Linked DNA regions of Hordeum vulgare: region 2 is linked to region 1. The links are chromatin contacts, called in public Hi-C maps. All regions are on one chromosome and are shown on one strand. Each heading gives the region's core, a stretch centred on a gene start, on an enhancer-like site or on the middle of the called end of the contact. The rest is flanking DNA. Distances are from core to core; before and after follow the strand shown.

Evidence for each region. A called contact is a pair of places that touch in the nucleus more often than the background predicts.
Region 2: a Hi-C map of leaf shows a contact between it and region 1, with 2.2 times the contacts expected there. The contact joins the promoter of LOC123400146 here to the promoter of LOC123400144 in region 1. A contact is called at or near these places in 3 of 6 Hi-C or Micro-C datasets (leaf, seedling and an unstated tissue).

Annotation. Positions count from the first base shown.
Region 1 is chr5H:503,498,412-503,505,194 of MorexV3_pseudomolecules_assembly, reverse strand. LOC123400144 (receptor-like protein EIX1) reads right to left here and starts at 3,728. Exons shown (of 2, transcript XM_045094562.1): 1 at 2,004-3,728. The coding sequence starts at 3,495.
Region 2 is chr5H:503,632,800-503,639,582 of MorexV3_pseudomolecules_assembly, reverse strand. LOC123400146 reads right to left here and starts at 2,797. Exons shown (of 1, transcript XM_045094563.1): 1 at 52-2,797. The coding sequence starts at 2,351. The coding sequence ends at 399.

The DNA of each region.
Region 1 (6,783 bases), core at 2,479-4,978:
AAAAACAAATACAACTTGCAGCTTTGTTCCATCAGGTTGTATTATAAAATTTGCCCCTGGATGTTTATTTGGTCCATTACGTATACATTGACGCAGCTTCTCTATGTTATAATATGAAACTCGTTCTGGATAAGTCAAGACTCGAGCCATCAAAACAGGAATTTGCTTGAGTATCTCAACAGAAATGCCACTTTGATTAATCGAATATAAGTACTACCAGATTGAAAATGATCACAATGCAAATTGTGCAGCATAAATACAACATCAAATTACTTCTGAGTTTATATAGTCTAATTAAGACTGTGTACAATAACTTATCAATTGAATATCATAACTACAGAACCCTTAGAATCGTGATATTGATAATGCACAAGCCACCAGCCAATACAGGCAGAACAATAGGAAGTCATAAGTCAAACTTATTACTTCAAAATATTCAATTTGTTGCCACAATTTATCTATTTTTAACTCATACCTTGTTAAATCATTATATCCTGAACTGCACTTCATGAAATTGCTCATAAGAGAATGTTCAGAAAAACAAATGAAGAGCTCTGAGTTATCTTACAAAGCAATTCACGGGTGATTCACCTTTATTAAGGGCCTCTTTAATGATTTGATTTGCAGCAACAATATTCTTCAATATGCAAGTAATACTATCTTCATTGCTGCAAGAAGCAAAGACATTACTCTCATTTCAGTGGCACATGGCTATGCTGAAACACTATTATAGAGAACAAACTTCACTACTCAGTACTCAATTAACAGAGCCTAGCAAAATGAGAATTAACCCATGCTCCGAATTCGCCAATCTAACTACTTTGGTACTCCCCAGGAACCAAACAGAATGGATCCACCGCAAGAACAATCTCGCTGATTGTGGGGAGGTGGAGAGGGGGAGCCGGTCGGTACCTGTGGAGAGGACCCCCGGGAGGCGGCGGAGGTGGGGCATGTCGGTGGGGATGGACTGCAGCAGCCACGCCTTGCACAACTCCGCGGCGCCCGCGGACGGCGCCGCTCCCCACAGCGCATCGACGAGGAGGAGGAGCGGGAGCAGGCTCTCTCTGTGCGGCGGAGGGAGGGCGACGCACGCCGGCGGTGGCCGGAACCCTAGTGAGCGCACGAATCCGCGGCGCCCGCGGTCGGCGCCGCTCCCCGCAGCGCGTAGACGACGAGGAGGAGCGGGAGCAGGAGTGGGAGGTGCCGGCGGCGACGAGGCGAAGGGGAGGGAGGGCGACGCACGTTGGCGGTGGCCGGAACCCTAGTGAGCGCACGAATCCGCGGCGCCCGCGGTCGGCGCCGCTCCCCGCAGCGCGGAGACGATGAGGAGGAGCGGGAGCAGGAGTGGGAGGTGCCGGCGGCGACGAGGCGAAGGGGAGGGAGGGCGACGCACGCCGGCGGTGCCCGGAACCCTAGTGAGCGCACGAATCCGCGGCGCCCGCGGTCGGCGCCGCTCCCCGCAGCGCGGAGACGATGAGGAGGAGCGGGAGCAGGAGTGGGAGGTGCCGGCGGCGACGAGGCGAAGGGGAGGGAGGGCGACGCACGCCGGCGGTGCCCGGAACCCTAGTGAGCGCACGAATCCGCGGCGCCCGCGGTCGGCGCCGCTCCCCGCAGCGCGGAGACGATGAGGAGGAGCGGGAGCAGGAGTGGGAGGTGCCGTCGGCGACGAGGCGAAGGGGAGGGAGGGCGACGCACGCCGGCGACGGCCGGAACCGTACTGACCGCGGTGGGGAACGAACTGGGAGGGCCGGATGGGGTGAGATGCGATGGGCTAGTTGGACTGGCCGTTGCGGGCGGGCTGTTTCTTTTTTCCTTCCCACACGACTGTGATGTTTTCTTCCCAAAGTGCCCTTAGCACGTTTATACTGGAGGACTCCACCTGCGCGCGGTGCATGGTCTACTGTCACCCTCGAGCTGGGCAGTACAACTCAATCGCTACCGTTCTTTAATTACGCATTGACGGCTCATATTTCACCCAGGGTACCATAAAAGAGCTCTTGAAAATACAGTCCAAAACCAATCCGGGAGGTCATCAACTATGCTTGCATCAGAAATATCAAGATTAGTAATGTTGCTCTGCCCTTTAAGCCACAAAGGAAACCGAGGTCCAACTTTGCTACGAGGGAAAAAAGCCAGATGCAGTTTAAAGGGAGGAATCCAGTGCGAGTTGATCATCATGTGTAGGGAGTTGTAAGACAAGTCCAGTTCCTCCAAATTCACTAAACTGGTGAAATGTTCTTCCGATATAGAACCACTCAACTGATTGCCATCAAGATACAATTTACTGAGTTTGCCAAGCATGCCCGTTTCAACAGGAATTGATCCTACAAGCCTATTGGAAGAGAGCTCAAGAATGCTCAAATTAGTCAGCTGATTTATCCACTTTGGAATTTCCCCACTGACATTGGTACGAGATAAATCTAGCAACTCTATCTTACTCCATGCGCAATGGGGCAGCCCCTTCAAAACTTCTGAAATGTCTTGGTTGATCTGATTTGACCACAGTGTTAGCACTCTCAAGTTGCAAAGGCTGTTGAGAAATTCGGTTCTTACACCTGTGAGGTAATTGCCTCCTAGTTTGAGTACCTCAAGGGAAGTCATATTTCCCATTGCATCCGGGAATGGTCCCGAAAATTCATTGTTTGTGAGATCGAGGTGCTTGATGGTGCCAACATCCCAGAACCAGTAGGTTGGATTCAAGGTGTCAACCCCAGTGTCTGTTAGATCAAGCATCTCAAGTGATGTGAGGTTAGAACGAGCAAGAGGTGTGTGTGGAAAAACAAGATTGCACTCACGGAGACGAAGGGCTCTTAAATTAGAAAGCATGCTAAGCACTTGAACCCAATCCTCAGCAGCGGTGAGATTCACACCACTCATATCGAGAAACCTTAGCAAAGGGAGACGTGGTAACCACGATATATCCTCGGTGTGCAGTTTATTATCATCACCATAATGCTCATTAGGATTCCAGATGTTGTTGAGGTCAAGATCTTGTAACCTGGAGAGGTTGCCGAGTTGAGGGGCCACCTTCCCGTCGAAATCCATGGAGGAGAGGTTGAGATATACCAAGCTCGGGAGAGAGCCCAGGAATCTTGGTATCGGCACGCCTGCTCCCCCAAGATAGTTCCCACTGAGATCTAGGTGTTCCAAATGATGCAGAACAATCAAGGAAGAACTTATCTCTCCACGCATTCCATGAGAGTTATTGGAGAACACGGGAGCGAACAGATCATCCAAGAAGAAACTGTTGCGGAGGTCGAGCTTGAAAACATGGCCTGTTGTGTTGCTGCACCTGACGCCGCTCCAGAGGCAGCAGTCCTCGACACTCCACGAGGTGAGGAGGCCCTGCGGATCTTTTCTGATGCCGGCTCGAAATGAGAGCAGGGCATCCCTCTCATCTGCGAAGCACCCATCGCGGGCTTGTTGTGCGTACACGGAGTAGGAGGCAGCCATGGTGGCTAGAATGAGCAGGAGGCAGGCTGCAGTTGCATCCATGGATGATGTCTGAGTTTGGCAAATGGGTTGTTAATCTGTGGTTGCTTGGCCAGCCAATCAGTACTTATTCCGAAGAAAGGTAGTAGGATTATGTGACCTTGGTAGGCCAGCCAATCAGGAATAGTAGAAATTGCATGGAAATTTATGTCCCTACAGTACTTCTAAAATTGCTGATTGATGGCAACAGCAAACGCGTCCGCTTACCTTGAATTGACTTGCCGCCAACCTCCTTAAGAATAACCATTACTCCCTGCATGTGTATCTAGGTCGTTAATTTGACCAATTTAATGAAAGGCATATATTATAAAAAATATATTATTATAAACTTTAGATGTTCTATTTTCTAATTATATAATTTTTATGTTAAATAATATATTTTATATAAGTCAAATTAACGATCTAGGTACACGTGCATGCTTTATAAACTGTGACGGAGGGAGTACCTTTTTATTTGCAGGATAGAATAATCATTACCTGCTCATGTCTTCATGTATTATGATATACGGAGTATTATTAATTGATGGCTTAATGTATGTGCGTCAACATGCGGCGGTTAAGTTTTCCTGTTCCCAAACTAAATTGGCGAGCTGAAAACCATCCCTTAAAAGGCCGGTGGCCAATCTTTACTAATAGCATCTCTAGCAGACCCCGTATAAATAATCAAACCCTTATAATTTTTACATTTTACAGTTTTTGTCGAAAATAGTATCCAAAACAGAAACCTTTAAAATGATCCGACCCATAAATGTTTTAAAGGCCACCGAAAATGCATACCCAAAACCCTTATATTTGAAGGTTGGAAGACCGAACCGAGGGAGCCCTGTATACCGGTCAAATCTCATCGAAGCAAACACGCCGCCGTAGAGTTTGCCGGAATCCATTCTAAACTCGCCGGAATTCATCACGGCACATCGAAAAAGACCGCTAGACGCTGCAATCAATCGCCCCGATTCGAATTGGACGAGCTCGACCTTGCCGTGGCATCCCATGACCTTAGCCTGGCCGCCAGAATCCTCCCGTCGGGACAGGCAAAGTGGCATGGCTCGGCCGACACAGCTAGCAACGGAGCAAGGCGCGAACGGCGGAGGCGACGGGGCGTGGCCGGCGGGCATCGGGGTGCGGCCAGCATGGTGATGGGGCGCGGCCGACGGGCGACGGGGCGCGTATCCGAGTTTTACAGTTTTTTTTAAAGTATTTGTTCGGCTGTAGCTAAAATGAATCATTAAAATGCCTTGTTTTGGATCGTATCTCAGTTTTACAGTTTACGATTTTAAGACGTCTGCTAAAGATGCTCTAAGAGAGGAGAAAATACGGGTCTGAGGCACCACAGTCCACAGAGATTGTGTTGTGCTGGGAAGGAAGGAACAGAGCAGACACAGCTAGCTACTTTATACATTTGTGCGACAAGTAATTTCGGACCGAGAAGAAGTGAGTACTACACTGTTTGGTTAAAAGTTAAAACAACCAGCAGCCTTCCACATTCTCAAGCCCTCCATGATATATATGGTTCCAAAGGCCAAAGATCCTCCTGTGTACCAGCATAACCATGGTGTCAAAGTCCTGCTACAGGTTTTTCGGGGCCCCTCTTCTTGCATTGCATGTAGCCACCATTCCTCAGGTCTCCCTGGGAGGAGGGCAGTCCGCGCGCCCCCACCTTAGTCCAAACCTGTGGGCTGTGGCTGAAAAGTGAAAACCATCCTGGTCAATTCGATCTAGGCTTTTTAACTTGAATGCAAGGGAACTAACTCATCGAGCAGCGGTTCGTAAGGGCTTGTGCAGTCACAAATTCACAGCAAACCGACAGTCGATCGTGTCTATTCCTTTGTGCGAATGTACATGTCCTTGTTCATCATCGTATACAGCACACACACACATAACCAAGCAAAATTAGTACTGTACCGGCATATGTTTTGAGAGCGAGTTTTGTAGCAGCTCACGTTGAGTTGATCTGTGGGCAGGTATGATATGGAGTATGATATCGACAAGAAGAACCTGCTGGTCTGGAATTTTTGTCCAAAAGGACCCCCTGTCGAATGAGATTGTCAAAAGAGACCACCTGCGAGTGGAAAGGAGCGAAAGGACCCCCACCCCGGGTGGCGGCAGGTGCGCCAGGCGGCACGTGGCACCTGCCGCCACCGCACGAGGCGGCCGTGGGGCCTGCCGCCACCGCGCCAGGCGGCTGGGGCCCGCCGCCACCAGCTGAGGCGGCCAGCGCCGGATCCCGTTCCCGCCCACTCCTGTCCGTAACGGACAAAGCTGGGTGGGCCCTGCCGCCTCGGGAGCAGGCGGCCAGGGCACTGTTTCCGCGCGGCCGACACTGTTGCTGATTGCGCTGATTTCCGTACGCTGATTCCCAGGCTTATTTCCCGCTCGCACCGACGAAACAGTGGGAATTTTTCCCGCTCTCCACCGACGAAACAGTCAAAATTTACTCCTGCCAACTTGCTCCGGTTCGGACCGTGCAATCCTTTTGAACAAAAATATTGTGCAAGTTGCACGGATGGCTAAGTGCATGGGAGACATATACTACGGATATTTTGTTGGGCCGTGGTTATCCCCCATCCCTCGAACCAAACCAAGATATCCACGCCGGTGAAGGCGGGCGTTTTTTTCCGTGGTTTCACGGGGCTCTCATCTTCGGGTCAGCATTGTTCACCGCGGCGATTTCAGAGGGACTCTTTGTCTCCTGGTCGACACTGTTCGTTACGGTGGTTTCGTGGGGCTTTTATCTCTAGGTCAACATTGTTTACAATAGCGTTTCTTATATTTATTTATAGAGAAAGTATGTTTTAGCTCTCGATCAAATATTTTGGGAGTGAATGTTTGATTGCTATCGCAGGAGTGACACTGCCATGGAATAAAGTAGAAAACATTACTAACTAATCACTTGGTGATGATGCTCTCGTTGGTCGCCATAATATGTAATCTTAATACTTAAAATGCAACTATCATTTACATGAAAGTAAATGATTTTGAATCCTTGTTCGTATAATCACACACAATTCTCTTTCATGGTTCTATAATGATGCTCTTAGTAAAGTTGGTCTTTTTTTTGTATGACGCTTAGAGCTTTGTACTTGTTTCTTCTTTATCTTCTATAATGATCACACACAATTCTCTTTCATGGTTTGAAAAAAAATATCATTTATACAAAAGTAACTACAAGAGTCTTTTAAGAGTTCGTACTACAAGACTACATATGGATGTATATGGACTTATTTTAGAATGTACACGCAATAACGACGGACGAGCAGTGCAATAGTTTCCCGCCTAATTTTCCCGCGTTAT
Region 2 (6,783 bases), core at 1,548-4,047, 140 kb before region 1:
CAGTCAAGCAAACCATGAGGTCATATGTAAGAAAAACGTAAGGCTCTATGATTTAAGAATTTTTCTCTGATAGACGAGTGAAATGTAATATACATGATACAACATTTAGACCAAAGAGAGTACACGATGCTAATCTCCCAAAACTACTCCACCACAAAGCAACTCAAGTTCTGTACGCGCGCGAGCCTACAAACCCCCCCAGGACACCTGGAACAAAATTACCTCCATGAACCAAGAACCCAACCAAAGATGTAAATCAAAGTTTGCCATGTTTGGGATCAAAAGAAGTCCAGCCAGAGTATGAAAAGAAGCCACTCCATGTATATACAGCACTTGGACATTGTAAAGAAGAACACCGTTAATATTCTTCTCCCACGCATCTCCACAGCACATGTGACCTAATAGTAGCCCTTTGCGCCTCTGGATTGGTACAGCTCCAACCTGATCTTGGCTTCTGGCAACAAGTTCTCTATCGTCGGGTCTTGCATCATGTATGCTTGTTTGGAGGCCCATTCGAGCACCGTGAGGATCTCCGCTTGTGCCAACTCCTCGCTGTCTGGGACATTGTGTGCAATGTAACATACGAGGGTGAGTGCTGCCAGCTGAACCGCCTGCTCGCTGAAATACACGAGCTGAACAAGATGCTTTGCGCCACCCGCATCGACGATTGCTTTGGAATGGTCGACGCGCAGGTAATTGTCCGTGCACACAAACTTGGTAAGGGACATTGCTGCCTCCTTGGAGACATCTGCTTCCCTCTCATCGAGAAGCTTCACCAATGGACCGATGATCCTAGTCTCTGTTGCACGGAACGTTCTGGACAGGCAGCCCAATGAGACAATGCAGGGAATCAGGAGGTCGTCATACTCAGCCTTCTCGACGACGCGTAGGAGCTGGTCAACAACAGCACGGGCGGCAGGAGAGGTTGGTTTAAACGCCGACCGTCGCAGGTCTGAGTTCTGCTCGGCCACACTGCAGATCTCCATGAGCGCCATGGCAGAATTGTATTGCACCTCGCCTTCACCCTTTTCAAGAAGAACCGCAAAGCAGAGAAGAGCCCTTGACTCGGTGATGCTCTTGCAGATAGCGGCATTTCCCTTGGCGAGGTGCCACAGAGCCTTGGCGGCATTTGCCTTCATGTATGCCTTGGTCTCGGGGTCCTCGAACTCCCTGCCCCTTGTAGTCATCCCTGACAGCGATGCATTATGCTGCTTTGACGCGATAGCACCACCGCCGTTACTGCCCTTGCTGCTGCCGCCGTTGGGGTTGGGGTTGGGGTTGGGGTTGGACTTTGAGGCCATGGTGGACTGGACCAAACTGTGCATCTCGTTCTTGGTCTGGGAACCATTTCCAGCAGGGTGCCTCCCCGTGGTATGCTGATGCTGCTCCCCGGCGGCATCGAGCAGGTCGGGCATGCCGTTGTTGTTCTTTTTGTCCATGACGACGGAGTGTATGGACATCTTGGAGGTGATGGCGTACTTGGAGTGCTCCTGCACGGTCTCGAAGGCGAGGTGGCCCACGAGCAGTCGGATGGCGTTGTGCTGCGCGAAGGCGTCCTGGCATTTGGGGTGGTTGGCGGCGAGCTCGGAGATGGCCCAGGCGACCATGGCCTGCACCTTCATGGGGGCGTCCTTGAGCACCTTGGCGAAGGCGGCGCAGGCCCCGGCGAGCACCATCTGCTCGACGCACTCGGGGTCGCGGCCGAGGAGGCCGATGGCGAGCGCGGCGCTCTCCTGCCCCTCGAGGCGGCCCTCCTTGACGAGCCTGAGCAGCGGCGGCACCCCGTCCTCCTCGATGATGAGCTTGGAGTAGCGGTCGTTGTCGCGGGCGAGGGAGACGAGGCTGGCGGCGGCGTCCGCGCGGGCGTCGAGGTTGCCCGTGTAGAGCACGGCGATCTGCTCCCAGATGAGGAAGAGGATGGGCTCGTTCTGCGCGATGGGGGGCAGGCCGATGTGGGCGTCGAAGTCGTCGGCGTCGGCGGCGGAGGCGGAGGCGGAGACGCGGAGCAGCCATGAGAGGTCCCCCGTGGAGTTGTCGAGCTGGTTGGTCATCTTCTTGAAGGAGCCGGCGGGGATGATGGTGAAGACCCGGCGCACGAGGCCGTGGGCGCGGCACTTGTCGACGAGCGCCAGCGCCTTGTCGAGCGCCTTCTCGGTGTCGTCGAAGATGCGGCGCGCGGGGCGCTCGTAGAGGTCGGCGCGGGCGGCCTGGCGGAGCAGGGCCGCCAGCCGCTCCACCTTGGCCTTGAGGTCCATGCACTCCTGCCGGAACGTGTAGGCCTCGTCGGACCACTTGATCACCTGCTCCGCCAGCTGGATCGGCCGCGCCAGGATCTGCTTAAGGTCGTCCATGTCGACGGCCGCTGCTGCCCTGGCTGCGGCCGAGCCGCAATGGGTGGAGGGAGTGAGGGAGGGGGGGTCTAGGCTAGCTACTTACTAGTCCCCGTCCGTCCGTCCGGCGGCCTTCCTCCCTGCCTCCTCCGAATTGGGGGCGGCGGGGTTGGGGGGAGGAGGAGGAAGGGGGGAAGGGGGTGGGTGCCTGCCTGCCGGTGGTGGGGAGTAAATCGGTATCGGTTTTGGTTTTTTGGGGAGGGGTTACTCTACTTGGGCAGGCTTGCGCTGGCTGCGCTGCGTGCGCGTGAGCTGTATCGAACCCGCGCAGCGCACACCACCCACGGGCGGCGTGTTCCCTCCCGGTGATTTTGGCCCCCTGTATCTCCGCCCGCCGACGTCGCGGTGACTTTTGGCCGTTGTCGGTTTTGTCCGCGGGTTTGCGCAGCCCCGCGCCGGGGTCAAATGCCAATGCCATGCCATGCGCCCGGGCGCTGCGGGTGGTTGGGCTCCGGTTCCGCTGGCCGGGTCGTCGCAACGCAGGGGGGCGACGTGGGGATGGTTGGGCGCGGACAGCACGTGGATGGAGCCGTGCGTGCCGTGCCTGCGATGTGGGGGGTGGGGTTGGACTGGATCGTCATCGACGTTCGTCGTCGTCCTAAACACGGGCCGCTCATCCCTGAGATTTTATTTTATTTAGTTTAGCAATGGCATGGCATGGCATGGCATTTTGTTTCTCTTTTTGAGGGGGGTGTGTGGCGTGGCATTCATTGACGCGCATGATAAGTTGGGTGCACCGGCTCGTTTGTCGAGCCTGATTGCGGAGGAGGAGGAGACGAGCAATTGGGGGGAGATGGTCTGTGTCCGGACGCCCTCGTCGTATATGCGCCCGGCATATATAGATTCCAAAGCCGCGAATCCTCCGTCCAACTTATATATTTATATTCCTTTTTTTATAAGTGGTATAAATGACCTGCCAGGCTGCCATATTGGTTAATTATTAATTAATAGGATTTCCGCGAGGAAATAATTAATTATAGGATGAGGGTTTCACGAGGATATGTAGTTTCTACTCCCGACTCACCAGATCAAGTGCACCACGTGAACATTACAATGAAAAATTCTCAAAAAATGTCAACGAATATTGTTGAATGTTCTACTTATTTACCTGTAAATTTCCATGAAGAAAATTCCTAATAATCAAGGGGAAAGAGGTGATCCAAAAATACTACTAAAAATTTCCTAATACTCGAGGGGAAAGAGGTGATCCAAAAATACTACTAAAAATTTCCTAATACTCGAGGGGAAAGAGGTGATCCAAAAATACTACTAGAAATTTTTATTTTGAAACCGAACTATGCTTGAGCCCCGTACTTCATACATAGATGTCATATACTTACTCCGTCACGGTTTAGAAGGCGTGCATGAAAATCCTCTAGAACCTAGGTGGTTATTGATTGGCTCTAAAATGAGTTAAAAAATAGCATTCATACTACACATGTATATAGAAGTAGTACAACAAAATACTAATTAGCTACTAGGAGTAAATGCAATGCGTCTTAAACCTTGTGTGTTGTGGAAATGCCCGCAAACTTAACCGTGCCTTCAAAACCGTGACAGAGATGGTAGAAAAGGAAGTCCAAGTAGGTTGTAAAATTCCGACGGTTTCCCTTTGAAATTGGGATGTAAGAAAACATTCCTCTACTTTTCCATTGCTCCATTCCATTTGAGCTGAACGGACGACAAATGTTGATTAACGAACATTTCCTATCCCTCCACTTTCCCTTTGAGCCAAAAAAGCCTCTCTTTTGTAAATTCTGCTGGAAAGTGTGAAATTAAATTTCCCTGACTTTGATTAGTAGCAATAGGTATTAAAATATTTTAGATTGGAGGTGATGTGGAAAATACTATCATTAAATTTATCATGGGAATAACATTTCTATAATTTATTGCTGAAATATGCCTTTTTAAAACTATGAGGGAATAAACATAGTGGACATAGCATCAGTGTCAATCTCTCACTATCATATTTTATTTTCGGCCAAAACTATCATATGTTCTTTTCCATGAGGATTTTGCAGCGTCACCTGGTGTGGTACTGCAATGATTTGCAGTCTGGAAAATCAATGCCAATCAATGATATTCTTTACTTTCCGATACGAAGATTAAACTTGGATGCATATATTAAAGGTCCAGATTGATTGTACACAACTAGCTATCCCGCCAGCAATGACAGATCGTGGTCCGACTTGAAATATTTTAGAGATTGATTGAAAGACCACGCCACGACCTGTCTCTCCACAATTGGTCAAGGATTTCGATGCTGGTTATATACTCAAAACACCATCCAAAGTAAGTTGCTGCATGATTTATGGAGTAGTGTTTTTCAAACTAAAATTAGGTGTGACATTAGTCAGGGCACATCGGCTCCGTATGCGCCTCCAATTATCGAGTGGAGAAACCGACGCCTTTCCCATCGAATAATACATGGAAGGCAGGTCGTTTTCTACTACAACTAATCAGACACTAGTCGACAGCAAATTGCAGGTGACCCAGCGCCACAATTTGCCTCCTTTTCGATGAGTGGGTGGTAGTGGAAAAGGAAAAGAAAAATACTGCGACTTACTGGTAGCCATTGAATCTACCCAGAGATGACATGCAACAAACATTCGACAAAGCAAATATTCTCTCTGTATGGCCTTCTCTTAATTGAAATGAAATCAGCACTGGCTGCTTTTCGTCAAAAATAAAACTAATATCGGACGAGGGAGTAGTAAAAGTCAAGGTACGTTCGAGCCTTGCAGTGTTTGTTTTGTTTTTTTGTCGCTGGGTGAGCGTGAATGTGTGATTGATCCCACGGACAAAAAGAAAAGAGCCTACGCGACGGCGGTTGCATGTAGAAGCTGTACGTGTCCTCTTCTTTTGTGGAACGTACGTAGGGAAACCGCCATGTTTGTGGTTTGCACGTATCAAGCAGAGGAAACCTTTTTTTAATTCATCCCACTTCGTGAAGACATGAATAAATTGCTGCAGAAGAGGTTGCGACAGCCACAGTACTATACTAATGCAAGGGTCAGGGTCTCTTCATTCTTCAAAACAACTGCCTCCTCATAAAATTTGCTTTCAAACTCCTTCGAAAACCAAACTTATATTAGGTAAACTGGTTCCTACAAGACTACTTTCTAGACTTTGTGAATAAGCCTCAAAATCCCCTTACCTCTGAAAAATCATTAACTAACAGCTCTGCCGCCTTCGTAAAATCTCATTCGTCCTTATCAACAATGGCACGTCAACCTTCTTCTCACTTGACGTTGGGCTCATGTCAACCCTGCTCGTGGAAACCTACCCCGACATCGTCTCGCACTTCACGTGTCCCTATGTCCTAGTATCTCATGTCATGCATAATGGTTACTCGCTACTCTTCGAAACCACCTAACCAATGTGGCTTCTGCCGAGCTTGGCGTCTGTTTTGTCTTTGTTGCAGGATGTTATCATTTGCGATGCGCCCGATGACAAGTTCCTCACCCATGGCTCCTCGTTCACCTTCAGGTGCGCCTACTCACTGCTTTTCTTTAACCATGAGCTCGACTTCAACGTTGGGTACATCGAGGTTCCAAGACACCTATCAAGGTCAAGATCTTTGGTTGGCTCCTTTGTCGTGACAGGCTCAGCACGATGGCGAACTTACATCGCAAGACCATCACTGCAGGCTCGTCTAGCCCTCGTTGCGGCATTTCCCTCGAGTATGTGACACACCTCGCCCTTCTCTACCCATGTGCAGCTCAGGTCTAGTCGTGGCTGGGCCTCCAGGTCCCTCTCACCATCGACCTAATTTGGGATACTCTGACTCCGATTGGCCTCGACACAACATCTGGCTTACCGTCGCCCTTTCCATCCTCTCGATGCTATGGGACTTCAAAAATGCTCGCGTTTTTCGTAACGAGATGCCTCCCCGGTACTATTAGGAATATCATCTCGGATTTTACGCTTTGGATCTTTAGATTTAAGAATGCAATTAGTAGGAAGGGTGTCATGTCTTAGCGCTTGTACATTTTCTTTCAATACAATCAATAATGTAATGTGTAACTCGACTTCGGACCTTTGATCCTTTGAGTAATACATTCAGATGAAGACCCTCTCCTCCGATGATTGTTCAGAAAAGAAACAGCGGAAACTTTAATTTATTGAGGCATGCCCGCGAGAAGGAAAGGGATCGATACAAGTGTCCAGTGACACATCGCTCGGGCTTTTTTTCTTGGAACACATCGCTCGGACTTGTTGGGCGGACAACGACAATGGCCAAAGGCAACACGACGCAACCCAAAAGAATGCTCAGCGCGAGAATATCGAAAGATTAGTCAACGATCATGCAAATAATATTTCGGATCCCTTCGGTTGAGCCGCGATCTTGGCTTCCTCGGGTCTATGCAGGTGTAGTACGACACAAACAAAA